Regions from separate parts of the Mus musculus genome. Here region 1 is linked to region 2. A link is a contact called in public HiChIP or PLAC-seq data. All regions are on one chromosome and are shown on one strand. The core of a region is the stretch at or near the end of the contact, and the rest is flanking DNA. Distances in the headings are between cores, read along the strand shown. Region 1 has its middle 27 kb from the start of Gm25200. Region 2 overlaps Sdr42e1 (short chain dehydrogenase/reductase family 42E, member 1).

The links. HiChIP or PLAC-seq counts read pairs in DNA pulled down with a chosen protein or histone mark.
Region 1: an H3K4me3 HiChIP or PLAC-seq map of embryonic basal ganglia shows a contact between it and region 2, with 3 times the contacts expected there. The contact joins two enhancer-like sites.

Annotation. Positions count from the first base shown.
Region 1 is chr8:118,146,300-118,148,999 of GRCm38.p6, reverse strand. It overlaps a transcript of Cdh13 not described here. Among named protein-coding and RNA genes, the nearest start is that of Gm25200, 27 kb to the right of the region's middle. Within about 2 kb of position 1,344, at least 19 of the 459 cell types and tissues checked have an H3K27ac peak or open chromatin away from gene starts, as enhancers often do. A contact at or near this core is called in embryonic basal ganglia, where this site is marked.
Region 2 is chr8:117,659,179-117,661,878 of GRCm38.p6, reverse strand. It overlaps Sdr42e1 (short chain dehydrogenase/reductase family 42E, member 1), which reads left to right. Exons shown (of 3, transcript NM_001357273.1): 3 at 1-480. Among named protein-coding and RNA genes, the nearest start is that of Sdr42e1, 13 kb to the left of the region's middle. Within about 2 kb of position 1,293, at least 74 of the 459 cell types and tissues checked have an H3K27ac peak or open chromatin away from gene starts, as enhancers often do. A contact at or near this core is called in embryonic basal ganglia, where this site is marked.

The sequences.
Region 1 (2,700 bases), core at 95-2,594, 490 kb before region 2:
GCACTCATACATACTCATATATATAAATACATACCATACATGTGCATAGCACCCCCCAACACACACACACACACACACACACACACGTGTTGCATGTAGCTTTTCACTACTCCTCCTATGTTCTGGGAATGGGCCATGCTACTGGCCATTTCCAGCTTCCCCTGAATCCACAGATAAAACACACATACACACAGTTGTTCATTTTCAACTTGACTTTGGACACAATTGCTGGGCATTACTATCTCCTATCTAGAAAAAGTGTCCTTATCATTACTCTTAGATCTGCTCCTCCCACCTGCCCTAACGTTAGTTGGTCAGTTGAATCTAGTCCCTGCTAAACATCTCTGCCTACTGCCTCCCGCTCCTCCCAAGACCTTACATGGGTTGCCTGGTTTTACTCTCTCTAAAGTGTGGCGAACTTCTTCTTCCTTGCATCTTCATTTTCCTCCTGAGACCTGGAAGTCCTCCCTGTACCTTTTGTCCAGCAATTGGCCCATGGCTTTCTTTACTGACTGATCAAGAACTAATTGGGGAATAGGACCTTAGCATCAGAACTGCCCCTACACACATGAACCCATGCATACACACACACACAATCACATGCACCCATGTATAAACACATACAAGAATGCAAACCATACATATGTGTCACGTACACACACACACACAAATAAAAAACTGATTTGGAAAGACAAGGGAATAGATTTCCTCCTAGCACCTGCAAAGGGAATACAATCCTGCCCTCTATTTTAAAAACCCAACTCAATATAAGAGAGTAAGTGTATCGATTAAGCTACCAAGTCTGTGGTGACTCCTTATAGCACCCACATAAACTCATGCACACTGTATTCCTCAAACATACTTTGAAACTAGATCCAGCTCACACAGAGAATGAGGAAGACAAAGTTCTTTCTATGTGGCGCCATTGTGAGAGGTTGGACAGCTGGGCTTTAACACGGATTCTGTTTTGTTGAGGATCTTGTTGTTAAATATTCAGAAGGGAAAGAGACTTGGCCCCATTCAGAAAAGAATGCCAGGCATTTTGTATCTGCAGAAAGGCAGCCTGTAAAACAGGATGCCATGAAGTCTCTTTGCAAAATGTGAAGTGACAGACATATGGGCTGGATTATTATTATCAATATGAATTTTAAAAAAAAAGTAGGAGAGAGTCCCCAGAGTGTCACTCTGTAGGCTGTTCTGCCATCCCCCCATCTTCAGGAGCAGAAAGAGCAAGAAGGAGCTGGCAGACGAGGCAGAGAGGAGATGACCTAGCCTTTTTCAGAACTGAGGAAGGCTGGGACCATCTCAAAGCTGGTCACATCGGACGATGGAGCGTGAATCACAGAACAAATGTGCAATGGAAAAAACCTGCAAAATAAGCCTCAAGACGGAATGCTAATAGGCAGGCAAATAAGGGGAGATGAGCATTTGAATATTCATGAGTCTAATCAGGAGCTGTGGATGAATGCAGAAATGGTCCTGGTGGTGACAACGGCGTGCCCTACAAAGAGGAGACCCCTGCCTGGGAAGGTACAAAGAAATGTGAGCCAGACCTGGTCCACTGGCCAGGCCTCCTGGGACATCGGCTTGGGTCCTGTAATCTAGTTTCTTTCTTATCTCTCACTCATGCTGTGTCTCTTCTGCTCTTGCCATTGGAAGTTTCTGCTTCCACAGACAGAAAGGAGGCAATGGGAGAGAACACGAAAGCATTCAAGCATCCTCCATGGGCCAAGCTGAGCTGTCTGCCCTGTACAGCTCTGTCTCATCTCCATCTTTCTATGGGGATGATAATACCCCATTTTCCAGAACAAGAAACAGAGGCTCAGGGAAACCAACACCATTCCATGTCAGAAAGCTGGGAAATGGCAGAGCTTAAACCTAACGAGCTTCTCCTTAGACCATCACAGCCTACCCTTTCCTCCATCATATGGGCCTCCAAGTTTCTCTCTAGGCCAGCCCCAAGTCCTAAAGGAGCTCCAGAACTCCCTGCCCTGCTGACCCAGGAATACTCATGCTCTGAAGGCATCTCCAGATCAGTCAGTCTATAGACTAACCCCATGAGGTGGACACAGGCCCTTGACTCCCTTTAAGCTTCGCATATAGTATTTGGGAGAGAAGCTGCAGAAGTCTGGCAGTGGCATCCACAGCTACAGAAAGAGGAAAGTATCTTAGAAGAAGCTAGAGGGACCTCTTGGTGGTGGTGGTGTTAAGGAATACCAGCTGCTATAAGATGGCCCCTCAGAATCTGTGAGGATGCCCAGCAACCTCAGGCTACCCAGGTAGTGTTGGAAGTCCACTCCCTGCCCTATATCTTCTCCACTGCCTCACCTAATCTCCCTGGAGACTGAGCATGTTTTAAGGACATTTCCAGGTATGATTGACCCAAGCTCAGAAGGTGAGGCTCACTCAAACTCCTCCTGCATCCCATCATGCTCTGGGCATAAACTCGTTATTGGAGGGAGATAAAGTTCTCTGGGTATAGCACACAAGATCACTGAAATCTCAGTATGATAATAACCTTGACTTCTGAACTATGAAGCTACCTCCTATGTTGAAGGTCAGTTCTTTTTCCAGTAGAAATATTTCTTGCTTAAAAAACCTGAGTCTTGCTCCTCTCCTGTCTCTCCTTTCATTGGAGGTTGCCATTTGTCTGGTCACGCTGATGCCTTGTGGTACCCATATGTAGCCTGAACACTGAAT
Region 2 (2,700 bases), core at 44-2,543:
AGGGGTAGGAAGGACGCAAAAGCTGGAGGAAGGTAGGGGGCGGGTGTTGGGGAGTCTGTCTGCTGAGAATGAAATGACTACTGTCCCCGTGACCTAACGGTAACTGTGATGCACTACTAGACTCATACGCTGAGGCCTATCACCATCCTGCCATGGGAAGGGGAGAAGCTCGATACCTACTCCTCCCTGAAAAGCTGAGGTGACTGGTGGTTTCTGGGGAGCGGGAGACACTTTCTCTAGTGGTTTCGTAACTTCTGAATTGCCCCATGCCCCTGTAAGCAAGCTTAGTGAAACTCTCTGGGACACACACACACATACACACAGTTTAGACAGGAATCTAGTTGGGAAGAGACTGGGAATGGGACAAAAGAGGGTGTGGGGGTGAATCGGATCGAACTACGTTATATACATGTTCGAAATGTTATAATGAAACTGTTATATACTTAACCCATGCTAATAAATAAAAAGGAAAAATGACTTATTGGGTTAAATATTCACTACTTTCCTCTGTCTCAACTGACCCTGTTGGAACACAAGAAGACACAAAGGTAAGTTGGGAGTTTGGTTTCTATGTCCTTGAACCCTAGCCAAGTGCAGCAGAAAGACACCCTGAAGCCAGGAAAGGGTATAAGCTGGGTTAGGAACTCTACCTTGGAGGCCAAAGAAGAACCTGTGAGCATCTCCTACACTGCGTGTGCATAAAGCAGTGAGATTCAGACTGGTATGGAATAAGCCGCACTCAGGCTTGGGTCTTATCCCTCACAGAGCAATCTCAGGGGAAAGTGGTGTTACAGGGTTAGCTAGCTGTGCATAGCAGAGGTCTTAGGAGCCTCTAAAAGCCTCTGCCCTTGGCGGGACAAGGGCGTTTGTGTTGAAGCAGAGAGATAGATAGCCTACTGCCTAGGACCCTTCTAAAGATTAAATTAGATGTTTACAGCACACACACACACACATGCACATACACACATGCACACACAGGCACATACACACACATACATGCATATACACATGCACACACAGGCACATAACATACATACACATATATACACACACACATACACACATGCATGCACGTCACCATTGTTACCAGTATTGTCACGGTATGTTTCTTCCGATGGGTCTCTTCCTGAGAGCATTCTCTTCAGAGGGCCAGTTGTTGTTGAAGTTTCTGGAATGTCTGTGAGTATTCCCCCAGGAGCCCTCCGCAGTGTGCGCTGTGTGAAATCACAGTGTAGTGCTGCTTGTTGGGGAAAGTGTGGCCTCTCAAAGCAGCTTCCAGTGAGGAACAGCAGCCACATTGTCTGGCCACCCAGTGAACTGCCGCGGAAGATGTTTATATTGCACGGTTGCCTAGGAACCAGAGGAGGGAGAAGAAAGTCTTTGCTGTGCCAAAGTCTCATCTGCAGGAAGGCAGTAGTGAAGCATGGTGGGGTGTTGCAGTGGACGGTACACAGTTATTCTGGGAGAATTTGAGCATCTAATAGCTGCATGGTCCCTGCTGAATGGAGGATGGATACTTTGAGGGATGTCCTAAACTTAATGCTACAAGGCACACATCATCTGTCTTTACCAAGTACCTTTAGAGAGCTTGGTTGTCTATGTCTGAGAAATGGAACCAACCACACTGGCCCTTTTTGTGAAGTAGTCGGTCTCACAGTGGCTTGTTGAGAACATAAAGGATGAAGTGTTGGGGTGCTCTTACCCGAGAATCTTCCCCATAAATACGAGGGCCACACTGCTCTTAGAGCAGTATGTTTGTAGCCTGTCTCTAGGCTCTCTGAGGAAGGTGGCTCAACTATCTTAGGCTTTCAGGCAAGGAGCACCACAAGATGTCCGTGTGAGAGGGTTACTGACACACGAGGCCGGTACCACTGTCGCTGAGCACCACCTCAGGGGCCCCCCTCAGAATGTGTTCTAAATAGCATCTCATTTAGAATTTTCAGGATGCCCCGTCACATGACAGAGGAAAAGGTCTCACATGTCATAGGAACATTTCTATATGACTGCTGAACATTGTCATGATGTAGCTTTTTGTGTCCTCTAAAACAGGTAATCCAGGAGGGTGAGGTGGGTCTTAAGTGTCACAAACTGTCACACACACACACACACACACACACACACCAGTAGCAGCAGAGATCAGTCTTATCCCATGTGGGAGAGGAGTGTCTTGGGAGTGTTGAGAACGGGCATGGAGTCTGGGCTCTGACCCCCCCCCCTCCCCCACCACATCACTGATGCTCCAGGGCCAGTAGCCTGTATCTGCAGGTTACTGAGGATGGCCTGCATCCGGCTTGCTCCAGACACCCCTTCACGTTTCATGTTCCTTCAGTAGACCTGACAGTGCTCATTACAAATGGAATTATTCTGAACCCTGTGTTTCCCGTTAGTCTTGTTGCCCGTCGTCCAGTCAGACAAAAGTGTCACCCACAGATCTCTTTGAGATGAATGTTCTACTGGAACAGCTGCCCAGACCACTAAGGGACCAAAGTTCCTGTAAACTCTGTCGTCTGGAAGGCCCCCACATGAGGTCTGAGGTCTTAAAAGATCTCACAACCATAGACTCAGTCACACACCACAATTCCACAACAAAGTGTTAATGTTAATGTCCATGTGAGACATTAACTGATCAAATCGCTTAGCTCTATTCCGTGGATATGACCATGATGGTCATACAAGGTCACGGCCACCAGATGGCGGAGG